2 separate regions of the Sus scrofa genome follow, and region 1 is linked to region 2. The links are chromatin contacts, called in public Hi-C maps. All regions are on one chromosome and are shown on one strand. The core of a region is the stretch at or near the end of the contact, and the rest is flanking DNA. Distances in the headings are between cores, read along the strand shown. Region 1 has its middle 18 kb from the start of C7H6orf15. Region 2 overlaps LOC102164321 (a long non-coding RNA gene).

What was found. A called contact is a pair of places that touch in the nucleus more often than the background predicts.
Region 1: a Hi-C map of skeletal muscle shows a contact between it and region 2, with 7 times the contacts expected there. The contact joins two enhancer-like sites. A contact is called at or near these places in 9 of 47 Hi-C or Micro-C datasets (embryonic fibroblasts, epiblast stem cells, fetal skeletal muscle and 6 more) and 1 of 2 datasets of contacts at active chromatin or transcription factors (skeletal muscle).

The regions. Positions count from the first base shown.
Region 1 is chr7:23,495,778-23,501,651 of Sscrofa11.1, forward strand. No RefSeq gene overlaps it. Among named protein-coding and RNA genes, the nearest start is that of C7H6orf15, 18 kb to the right of the region's middle. Within about 2 kb of position 3,399, at least 5 of the 83 cell types and tissues checked have an H3K27ac peak or open chromatin away from gene starts, as enhancers often do. A contact at or near this core is called in skeletal muscle, where this site is marked.
Region 2 is chr7:23,338,601-23,344,337 of Sscrofa11.1, forward strand. All of the region lies in intron 1 of LOC102164321 (a long non-coding RNA gene), which reads left to right. Among named protein-coding and RNA genes, the nearest start is that of DDR1, 39 kb to the right of the region's middle. Within about 2 kb of position 4,226, at least 19 of the 83 cell types and tissues checked have an H3K27ac peak or open chromatin away from gene starts, as enhancers often do. A contact at or near this core is called in skeletal muscle, where this site is marked.

The DNA of each region.
Region 1 (5,874 bases), core at 2,149-4,648, 160 kb after region 2:
GCAGCTTCAAGGTATTTGTGATTTTCTCCACCCAGGAGAGTTTTTCAGCTGCTATGCTCTACCCACGGGATGTGTGTGTGTGATGACTCACTTAACCATTCATCAGATCTTTACTGAGGACACAAATGCCAGTTACTATGTGTGGCTATGAGGGCACAGTGGAGAGCTGTGTACAAGGTGTCTCCTGGAAGCTGGAGGACATTGCTGTCATGCAGATGCAAAAGCTGTGAAATATCTTAATGTTCTACACCCTCTTTGGGAACCTTTAAAAAAACTCATGGAGTTTTCAGCAGTGCCACTTACCATCAGCAACGTAGTCATACAGGGGCGGGGGCGGCAAGCAAGGTGAGTTACAGATGCACCCCTGAGCAGAGGCATTTCCTCTCGCTGGGCCACAAAAGACCCATTCTTCCCCGTTCTAATTAGTATTCATTGCTCGTGTTTAGCTGCTTGCAGTTGACACCCCATTGAATGGAGCTGAGGTATAATGCTGTGTTGGATACTGGATCACAGAGCTGCAAGTATTGGAAAAAGCAGAACTCACTAGTAAAGTCAAACAGATACCATAAATGTCAGGATTGATGAAAATTGGCATTAGAAAAATTTGGATGTGGTAAAATTGTTGAATTGACAGGAATGAAAATATAACCCAAATATATATTCCATGTAGCAAAAGAGATAATGTGACAATGGGGGGGCAAAGCCAGTCAAAGGTCAAAGCAACCGTGGAAACAGTATCCATGGCAACAAAGGGCAAAAAGAGGTTCCCATACTGCCTGTATCTTCCTGATGAAAGGTCTTGATGAGCCCTCTAGTGGCAACAGCTGGGTAGTGGCCATCTGAGCCAGGAGCCTCTTGGAAATTGATCAAGGGAAGTTGGCTTATGTCTCACAGTGTCACACCCCTGTCTTGCACTTGCTGGGGCAATGAGCACAGCATATATCCACACATGTCTAGTAATTTACAAAATATGGTAAGTGACTTTGACAAGTCAACATTTCTGGAGCTTTGTTTCCTCACTTATAAACAGCTACACCATTCATTCTTTCACCCATCCATTCATTCTACACATTTATTAAGTGCCAACTCAGGAACAGGCATTGACTTCGCACTGAGGTTTCAGTAGCGAGCAGTGTCCTATCTTTGAGGGGGTTTTGTTCTAGCAGTTGGAGGATTTCTGATGATTTTTGCCACATTAACATTCTGTGAGTCATTCTTTTTTTTTTTTTTTTTTTTTTTTCCCTTTTTTGGACACCCAGCAGCATATGGAGTTCCCAGGCCAAGGATCAGATCTGAGCTGCAGTTGTGACCTAAACCACAGCTGAGGCAACACTGGATCCTTAACCCACTGTGCCAGGCCGGGGATCAAACCTGTGTCCCAGCACTCCCAAGATGCCACCAATCCCATTGTGCCACAGCAGGAACTCTATCTTTTTTTTTTTTTTTTTTTTTTTTTTGGTCTTTTTAGGGTCGCAACCGCTGCACATGGAGGTTCCCAGGCTAGGGGTCCAATCGGAGCTATAGCCTCTGGCCTACACCACAGCCATAGCAATGTGGGATCTGAGCCATGTCTGTGACCTACATCACACAGCTCATGGCAATGCCAGGTCCTTAACCCACTCAGTGAGGCCAGGGATCAAACCTGCATGTCCTCGTGGATACTAGTCAGACTCTTTTCCACCGAGACAATGGGAAGTCCCCGTCAGTCTTTTTTTTTTTTTTTTTTAACTGTGGATGAGTTACAGAGTAAACACACACACCAGAAAAGAAAAAGTCAGAAAACCTGAGTTCTAATATAGTTCTGCCCCTTAAAAGAATGTATAAACTCTCTCAGCCTTAGTTTATCCATTTATTAAGTGTGGCTATTACTGCCTGTCCTGCTAGAACAATGTCAAATCAAGAAAAAGCTATATTTTTCTCATAGCACCATCCATCAAACTATATGACAGTTAAGACAGCAATGCAGCTGTGGAAACAGTGTCCATGGAAAGCTGTCTTTCCTCTCCCTAGGTCAAGAAAGTTTCAGAGCTTTTCTTGTCACCTTCGGGTGTTAAGCAACATTGTTGTATGTACATAACCCAAAATAATTGGCACCATCGTTTTGTGTGTGTGTGTGTGTTAAAGGGACATCCCAAGAGGAAGCCATATGGGTCACCTAGGGATCCACAGGTCCAGAATGAAACAGGAGATTGAGGCCAAAACCTCAGGAATAAAGGTAATTCCCTTACCTGGCCACCAAAGGCTATGTCCAAGAAAAAAATGAAATTGATTATCATGTATTTGAATGGAGAGGAAAACTACACTGTTGAAGGGGAATCTGATGACAAATTAGTGATAAATTTATAAGCAAGCCATCAAAGGAACACCTAATAAACTATATTATTCTAGCTATCATTCCATAAGGCTCAGGTGGGTACCTCCTCCTTTAGCCCTTCTAAAGATTTCAAAAGCTCCTAACAGCCTTTGTAAAATCACTTCCTGCTTAATATATCTAGCATAATCTCTATTTCCTGCACTCAACCCTGGCTGATACAACTTGTTATTTAAAAAATAGGAAGAGGAGTTCCCGTCATGGCGCAGTGGTTAATGAATCCGACTAGGAAGCATGAGGTTTGGGGTTTGATCCCTGGCCTTGCTCAGTGGGTTGGGGATCCAGCGTTGCTGTGAGCTGTGGTGTAGGTTGCGGATCCCACATTGCTGAGGCTCTGGCGTAGGCCGGCGGCTACAGATCCGATTAGACCTCTAGCCTGGGAACCTCCATATGCCACAGGTGCGGCCCTAGAAAAGACCAAAATAATAATAATAAAAAATAAAAAATAGGAAGATAAAAGCAAATGGAGCATAGAAATGTTTGCATCTAGGAAAAGAGAATTAGAGATTGGAAAAGTGGTGTAAAGACCACGGCTTCTTGTTATAAGTCTTGTAGGGATATTTTTGCCTTTTAAAATTATATACATATATAAGTTTGGTAAAAATTTTAAATGTTTTTTTTAAAAAAGCAAAAACACATTGGGGAATAATACATGGTAAAGCACTAAGGGCTGGACAGGGTTTTAAAAATAAACTCCACCAGCCATGCAGACTATGTCATTTCTTTAAAAGCAGCATCTGAAACATTCCCACATGGAGGAAAATTTACAAATGTCTAACAGGGACACCTCACACACATGTATAAGTCACTCAGTTTTTCCCTCCAACATATTACAGACTGTCTTCATTTATCCCTTCCCCTGGTATCCTGAGTTTGGCATCTTTACACTTTTTTGGAAACACAGGACCTTGCATTTCAAGCAGACACTCAAGTAAATTTCCAGGTCCTACATTCTCCACTGCCCCATCTGTGGCTCTGCTCTCCGATTTCTCACTCCCCTAAAGAAACCCAAGCCTTCCTTAGCCTCGTGCCCAGGAGGCTGCTGCGGTCACAAATAAGCCTATGCCCCAGGGAGCCTGGGAAATTCAATATATTTTCAGTCTCCCTCAATCTTGGCTTTTGCCCAACACTGCAGCTGCTCTTGAACTTTCAGACTCTCAAGTGACTCAGCTCTCCAACTGCCAGGGATCTGCGGGTATACCCTCCTCCATGCCATCTTCCAGACAATGCCAGATGTTAGTCAAGTCTTCAAAGATGATGTAATCAAGATGCTAATCCTAAATCCTCCATCAGCCACCTGCCAGCTGCAATAGCCCTGCTGGGGTCCTGAGGGCGATACATGTGACAGACACTCCAGGCAAAATCACTCCTTTAATACGAATTACTCATTGACCCCTCTGCTGGTGAGGGGACACTTCCACCCTCTTTTGGAGGCCCAAGAGTGAAAGGCTCCTGGGACATGTGACAGGGAGGCTGGGCAGGCTTCTACACACCCCTGCCTCTTGTCTAGGCAGAGTCATTGTGATCACACATGTTCACTAATCCAGTTCACTAAGGTAGGAAGCCGCAACAGAGTTGGAGCCAAAACCCCAGGAATAAGGAGAGTCCCTATTCCTAGAATGTCTTTTTTTTCAGGCAACACCTGATCCTTAACCCATTGTGCCCGGCTGGTGATCAAACCTGTGTCCCAGTGCTCCAGAGACACCACCAATCCCCCTGCACCACAGCAGGAACTCCATCATCGAGTACATATTTTTTCAACCTTTTGTTTTTTTGGGGTTTTTTTTTTTTTTTTTTTGTCTTTTTGCCATTTCTTGGGCCGCTCCCGCGGCATAGGGAGGTTCCCAGGCTAGGGGGTGAATCGGAGCTATAGCCACTGGCCTACACCAGAGCCACAGCAATGCGATCTGAGCCAAGTCTGCAACCTACACCACAGCTCATGGCAATGCTGGATCTTTAATCCACTGAGCAAGGCCAGGGATCAAACCCGAAACCCCATGGTTCCTAGTCAGATTCGTTAACCACTGAGCCACGACGGGAACTCCTGTCTTTTTAGGGCCGCACCCACCACACATGGAGGTTCCCAGGCTAGGGGTTGAATCAGAGCTACAGCTGCCGGCCTACACCACAGCTACAGCAACATGGGATCCAAGCTGCATCCTCGACCTACACCACAGCTCACCACAAAGCCGGATCCTTAACCCACTCAGCAAGGCCAGGGATCAAACCCCAGTCCTCATGGATGCTAGGCAGGTTCATTTCCTCTGAGCCATGACGGGAACTCCAGGACATGTTTTTTTTGTTTGTTTGTTTGTTTTTCTTTTTGCCTTTTCTAGGGCTGCTTCCGCAGCCCATGGGAATTCCCAGGCTGGGGGTCGAATCGGAGCCGTAGCCACCGGCCTACACCAGAGCCACAGCAACGCACAATCCAAGCCCTGTCTGCAACCTACACCACAGCTCACGGCAACGCCGGATCCTTAACCCACTGAGCAAGGCCAGGGACCGAACCCAAAACCTCATGGTTCCTAGTTGGATTCGTTAACCACTGCGCCATGAAGGGAACTCCAGGACATAGTTTTTAATGTCCCTCCTCTTTCTCCTCTTTTTTTCCCCTTCTCGTCCCCTCCTCCCTTCCCCCCCCTTCCCCTCCCCCCCGGCTCCCCTCTCCCCCTTCTCTTTTCTTTTTGCAATAATTCTAGACTCACACACAGAATATGGCAAAAAAAAGTAGAGATGTCCCATGCAACCATCTCCCAGCTTACCCCAATGAGAGCATCTCAGGTACCACAGGATGGCATTAAAACCAGGAATCAGTGTGCTTTTTTACTCAGGTAGACTTGAAACCCCAAAAAGCTCTTTCCATCACGACTAATAAAATAGGTTCATACTTTTCAGAGTGCTGCCCTTTGAAGAGGAAGTGTTTTGAGTCCAATTCAAGCCAATGCTTGTGGCACAAGATGCTGGAGTTTCCTGGTCTAGTTTGCTTGTGAAGAGCTAAGAATCACCGAGAAGTCAAAAAAAGGAAATGTCCCGGCAGACTGTCACCAAAGAAAGCAGAACTGATAGCTGTTAGATTGTAATCCGGGGACCGCGGCCCTCAGCCCTCAGCAGGGAGGGAGCTAAGGGCCAACGCAGCTGGTTATTAAAGAAGTTTATCTGGATTGTTTTTAATGAGGGATTTCTCACTTCATTAAAACAGAAGAAACAGTATATTCCGGGCCCTGAGAGGAATCCACTTCTTTTTCGTGGACGAAGCCCCTTGGGCACAGATGCACTGAAGAAGATGGGCACACAAAAGCACAGGAACTCAACCGTGTGTGTTCAACCCACAAGCACGCGTCTTCGTGCTGCGTGGACCCCGAGGGAGGCAGCAGGTCCGAGCTGGGAGGCGGCCCTGTTCCGGCCTCTGTCAGTGACTTCGAGGAGGAGGCCTCACAGCCCAGCCGCGGCGACAGGCTCCCTGAGAAGCCGCCACAGAGAAGGTAAAATCCCCAGGTCCTGCA
Region 2 (5,737 bases), core at 2,976-5,475:
GATGCGGAGGTGCAGTCAGTGTGGGGGCCTCTACATTGGCTACACTGCCCTCCAGCAAACACCTCCACTAGGACAGAGAAGCCTAGCTGCCAGCAAATCCTTCCTGCTCTTGGTGGGTGCTCTAGACACCCCCTTGGTGGGGGCTCCAGGCGGTGCAGGGTTCAAGGAGGCTCAGGGAAGATGCTGCCTGGACGAGAAGAGAGTGTGGCCATCTGAGGAGGGTTGTGGCTGGCTCAGCTTCAGGTGTGCAGGAGAGCAACTGGGGAGCTGGGTGAGGGCTGGCAGGGTTGCTGAGTGGGGCAAGGCAGGGCCAAGGGGACCTTTCCAGCTTGAACTCCACAAACACCTCCCAACTCTGGCTCCTTGTGAAGCACCACAGGCCCCCGGCCTGGGTCACAACACTGGAGGGTGACGTGGATGGTACGTCTGAAGCAATTTCAGAGTCTTGGGAGCTGTATTATTTTCTGGTGTGGAACTGAGAAAATGCCAGGATCTTCTAGAAAAAGAACCATGTTCAACATAGTGCTGCCTACATTGTAGGTAAGAGACGGGAGGAAGGAGGGATCGATGTGGAGAGAGAGGGTGGAAGGCAGGGCCTGCTGTCTTCTCATAGCTCCTCAGTTTCAAACCCTAGACCCTTGAGGAAAATGAATGGATTCACAGCATCAGCTTGGTACTTAGAAATGGAGACTAAGAGCCACCTCCTCCCCTATGAAGGAAAGGGCCTGCCTCGGACTGGAAGGCAGAAGGATGAGGCTGTGGACACTTGTGGGTCCTAAAGAATGGGGTCCTTGGGCTGAGCCCTGGTGAAGGGGCAGAAATGGCAGAAAGATCTGTGGCATCAGAGAGAGACCTCTGTCTTGCTTCTGTGAGTCTGCAGCCCCTGAGAGGGAGGCACCGAGTGGAGCTGCCCACAGGGTGAGGCCTCAGAGGCCTTAGAGGCCTCACAGCTGAGCCTGTGCCTCAGCCAGAGGCGGGAGAGAGCTGGTCCCCCACGGAACATGCTGTAGCCCAAACAGGAAACCACCCTATACCTTTCCACAGGGGAGGAAAGCTGGAGCAGACTCATGCGGTGGATACTTCTCGGTGAAGAAAACAAATCTTCCTAGAGCCCCACGTGACACCACGTGAGACAAGTCAAGGGGAAGAGGCCAGGTGCAAAAGGGCACATAGTGTATGATTCCACTTATAAAAAGCTCAAGTCCAGGCAAAACTGTAGAGGTCAGGAGAGTGGTTACTCTTTGGGGAGGGTAGTGACTAAAAGGAGACACGAGGGGTACCCCCTGGCATCCTGGGAATGTTCTCCTCTTTTATCTAGGTGCTGGTAGCATGGATGTGCTCAGTTTATTGGTAAATGTGTGCTTTTCTGTATGGATGTTATATTTGTGTATATTTTTTATTTTTTAATTTTTTTTTTGTCTTTTCTAGAGCCGCACCTGCGGCATATGGAGGTTCCCAGGCTAGGGGTCTGATTGGAGCTATAGCCGCTGGCCTGCGCCAGAGCCGCAGCAACTTAGGATCCAAGCAACCTCATGGTTCCTTGTCGGATTTGTTAACCACTGAGCCACAACGGGAACTCCTGTGTATATTTTTTAAAAGATTTAACTGTAAGAAAATGAGACTACAAAATGGAGTAAGGGGTGGAAACAGTCTTCTATTATTTCAGTGCCCACTGTGCTTGGTGCCCTCCTCATGGGATCTTTGTTCTTTTCTTATTGAGAGGAGGGGAGGCGGGGCAGAATGTAAATTATGAAGGACTTTCTGCTTTGTCGCTCCTGACATCTTCTATGAATCAATTTTTTTTCGATCACCTGTTTAATGGCATCCTGAATTGATCTCATGCATTTTTCAGCTTCCGCAAAAACTGAAATAGATTAGATGGGTTTGTGTTATTGTGAGCCCTCCGTTTGCTGCCTCTTTCATTAAATACTAGCTGGACTCTTGAGTATGAGCATTAGCCTCTGTCAATCCAGCAGTGAGACCTGTGGGTTTCTCACATCAACCAGACAGACACTGTTGATCAAGTTTGAGGTGTTCTTGGTATTGTCTCCAGAGCCCTCGGTTTCAGAGGCATCACTGCTAAGGCAGGTCCCAACTCACCTGGAGTCACCTGGAGATTAAAGACAGCCACCAATCCTTTGCTGTTTGTCCCATTGAGAAGTGGGGTCCCCTTGAATTTAGATGAATTCTGAGGCTTTTTTTCCTCTTTTTTTAGGGCTGTACACGTGGCATGGAAATTCCCAGGCTAGGGGTCGAATGGAGCTGCAACTGTTGGCTTACACCACAGCCATAGCAACGAGGGATCTGAGCTGCATCTGCAAACTACACCACAGCTCACAGCAACGCCAGAGCCCTGACCCACTGAGTGAGGCCAGGGATCAAACCCACCTCCTCATGGATACTAGTCGGATTCTTTATCTGCTGAACCACATCGGGAACTCCCTCTGTGGCTTTTTGATCAACAAAAATTGGTGGAGCTGATGCTGAGCCACTTTCCAGACTTAGGCAACTTCTACTTTTTATCTCTTGGAACACTCTCTGGGAGCCCTGAGCCACCATGCAGGAAGTCCAAATTCCCCGAGACTGTATGATGGAACAGCCGTGTCCAGCCCTGGGGTCAACCACCAGCAGAGCCCAGCTGTCCCCACCAAGGAGACAGAGGTGTAAGGGAAACTGTCCTGGACTCTTTTTCTTTTTTTTTTTTTTTTTTTTTGTCTTTTTGCATTTTTCTAGGGCTGCTTCCCGAGGCACATGGAGGTTCCCAGGCTAGGAGTCTAATTGGAGCTGTAAACACCGGCCTACGCCAGAGTCACAGCAACACAGGATCCGAGCTGCGTCTGCAACCTACACCACAGCTCACGGCAACACCATATCCTTAACCTCCTGAGCAAAGCCAGGAATCGAACCTGCAACCTCATGGTTTCTAGTGGGATTCGTTAACCACTGAGCCACAACAGGAACTCCCGTCCTGGACTCTTTAGACTAGCTCATCTGCCAAATGATGGCCCTGAGTGACCCCAGTTGATATCAATAGGAGTAGACTTGCGAACTGACAAAGTCACTAACTTTAAGCCACTAGGTTTGAAGTAGTTATGCAGTGAGTGGTTTTAAGCCACTAGGTTTGGAGTGGTTATGCAGCGATAGGTAACAGGAACAGCTGAATCTTTACCTAGTCCACAGCCTTCGTGTCCATGATGAGCTCTGTAAGAATCCATCTCATTAACTTACTTTGCCAGTGTGGCTACAGTATTTGCCAAATCTTCATTTCATTAGAATTCTTTTAGCTGTCAGGCTTGTGGCAGGATAATTTATTATGGAATTATTTTTTGTTTTGTTCTTGTTGCTCTATGTGTATTTCCCTCACTGAGAAGGTTATGAAGTTTTTGTTCTCATTTCTGAGCTTCTGTTTTGGATATGGAGAGGGTGGGTGAGTGTTGGTGTTAGGGTCATGTATAAACATCTAGGCTGAGACAGAAGTGGGTTGTGGGTATGTGCTTAGCGGAGGTTGAGATTCTCTGGGACCTGGAAATTTGGTACCTTCTGCTCAATGAGTAGTGGAGACTCAGGCTTCTGATTTTTCCCAGGGCATACCTAGGCTGAAAGATGGCTGGACAAAGCCCAGAGAGGCCGGACATGGTTTCTCTCCACTAGGGACACAGGACATGGTACCCCAGGGGAACTCTGTGGTCAGTGATATGGACATCCATAAGGGGCAGTGCCTGATCCAGAGGACACCAGGGTTTGACAGAAACCTCTGAAAGAAGAGGGATCAATGGAAACCATGGCTGCTGCTATGGATGGAGTGTTTGTATCACCCCTAAATTCATATGTCAAAGCCCTAATCCCCAACGTGATGGTATTTGGGGGTGGAGTCTTTGGAAGGTAGTTAGGTTTAGGTGAGGTCATGAGGTGGGACCCCAGTGGTAGAATTAGTGCCCTGATAAGAAGAGGAAAAGACCAGATCCCTCCTCTGTCTCTGTCATGTGAGGATGCAGAGAGAAGCTGGCCATCTGGAAACAAGGAAGAGAACTCTTACCAGACACTGAATCTTCTAGCCCCTCGTTCTAAGACTTCTGGGCCTCCAGAACTGTGAGAAAGAAATGTTTGCTGTTTAGGCCACCTGGTCTGTGGTATTTTATTATAGCAAGCCTGAGCTGTGACAGCCACCACTGGTTACTAAGGACCTGGCCTTGCTCTCAGCTTTTCTGGCACTGAATAAACCCCTGATGTTTTATGATCTCATGAAGGGAGGAGGGAGCCCCACTAATGACTAGGGTTGAATTTCCTCACAGTCTAGCAGTTTGGAACACAGAGCAGATTCCATTTGGTTGAGGAAAACATTAGGAATGTGATATTTCATGCACATTTTATAATCAACAATGATAAATGTAACATACTTTTAAAGCCATCCAAAACATTTTGTGGCTTTCTCTTTATTGCATTGTGGGCTCCTGTGCCCATTGAATTCTTGGTATTTTCCTTGGCAGGATTTTTGTGAAATGTCTCCAAAGTCTGAATTTTTTTTTTAATATAAAGAAGGGCATGGAAACAAGGGAGGGGCTGGCTCAGAAAAATAAAACCCAACTATTTTTGATGCACGTCCTTTATTTCTCACTTACTGAATATCTTCTCTCTGTAGTCTTTGATTTTAATAAATTGTGTATGGATTTTTAAAAATTTCTAATCTTTTTTCTGCATGATCAAGCAATCCCACTCCTGGGCATGCACCTAGACAAAATTATAATTCAAAAAGATAACACACCCCTATGTTCATTACAGCACTATTCACAATACCCAAGACAAGGAAACAATCTAAGTTCCATGTATGGACAGATGAATGGATAAAGAAGATATGGTACATGTATAATGGAATACTACTCGGCCATGAAAAAGAATGAAATAATGCCATTTGCAGCAACATGGATGGACCTAGAGATGTTCATACTAAGTGAAGTACGTCAGAAAGAGAAAGACATCTGGGAGTTCCCGTCGTGGCGCAGTGGTTAACGAATCCGACTAGGAACCATGAGGTTGCGGGTTCGGTCCCTGCCCTTGCTCAGTGGGTTAACGATCCGGCGTTGCCGTGAGCTGTGGTGTAAGTTGCAGACGCGACTCGGATCCCACGTTGCTGTGGCTCTGGCGTAGGCCAGTGGCTACAGCTCCGATTCAACCCCTAGCCTGGGAACCTCCATATGCCGCAGGAGCGGCCCAAGAAATAGCAACAACAACAACAACAACAACAACAAAAAGACAAAAAAAAAAAAAAAGAAAGAGAAAGACATCACTTATATTTATAATCTAAAATATGACACACATCACAAGGCTACCGGGTGTCAGCACTATCCTTTGTCATCCTGGGGCAGTAACATTATTCATCACATTTCCACCAGAAGAACCCCTTTGAAGTAAGATTCCAGGGTATAAACAGTTTTTCTCCTTTTTTATGTAATGCAGATAATTATATAGTAGCAGAGGGTGGGTGGCCTTCAATTCTGCTCAGAAGGACATAGATCAGATCTGGCCCCTTTTCCCATAAACGTTCTCATAAAATTAAATAAGGTAGTTAAGCCCCCCTCCAGGACCTGGAGGTAATGATTGCTTTGCTCTTGAACAAGCTAAAACAAAATTGGAAATGTGGTTGATTATTGCATCATTGTACCACCCTGGCTGCTGGGTAGCAAGAAGCCAGCAGTCAACTAAAGCCATGGTGAGAATCAGCTGAAGAAAATCTGCGAGG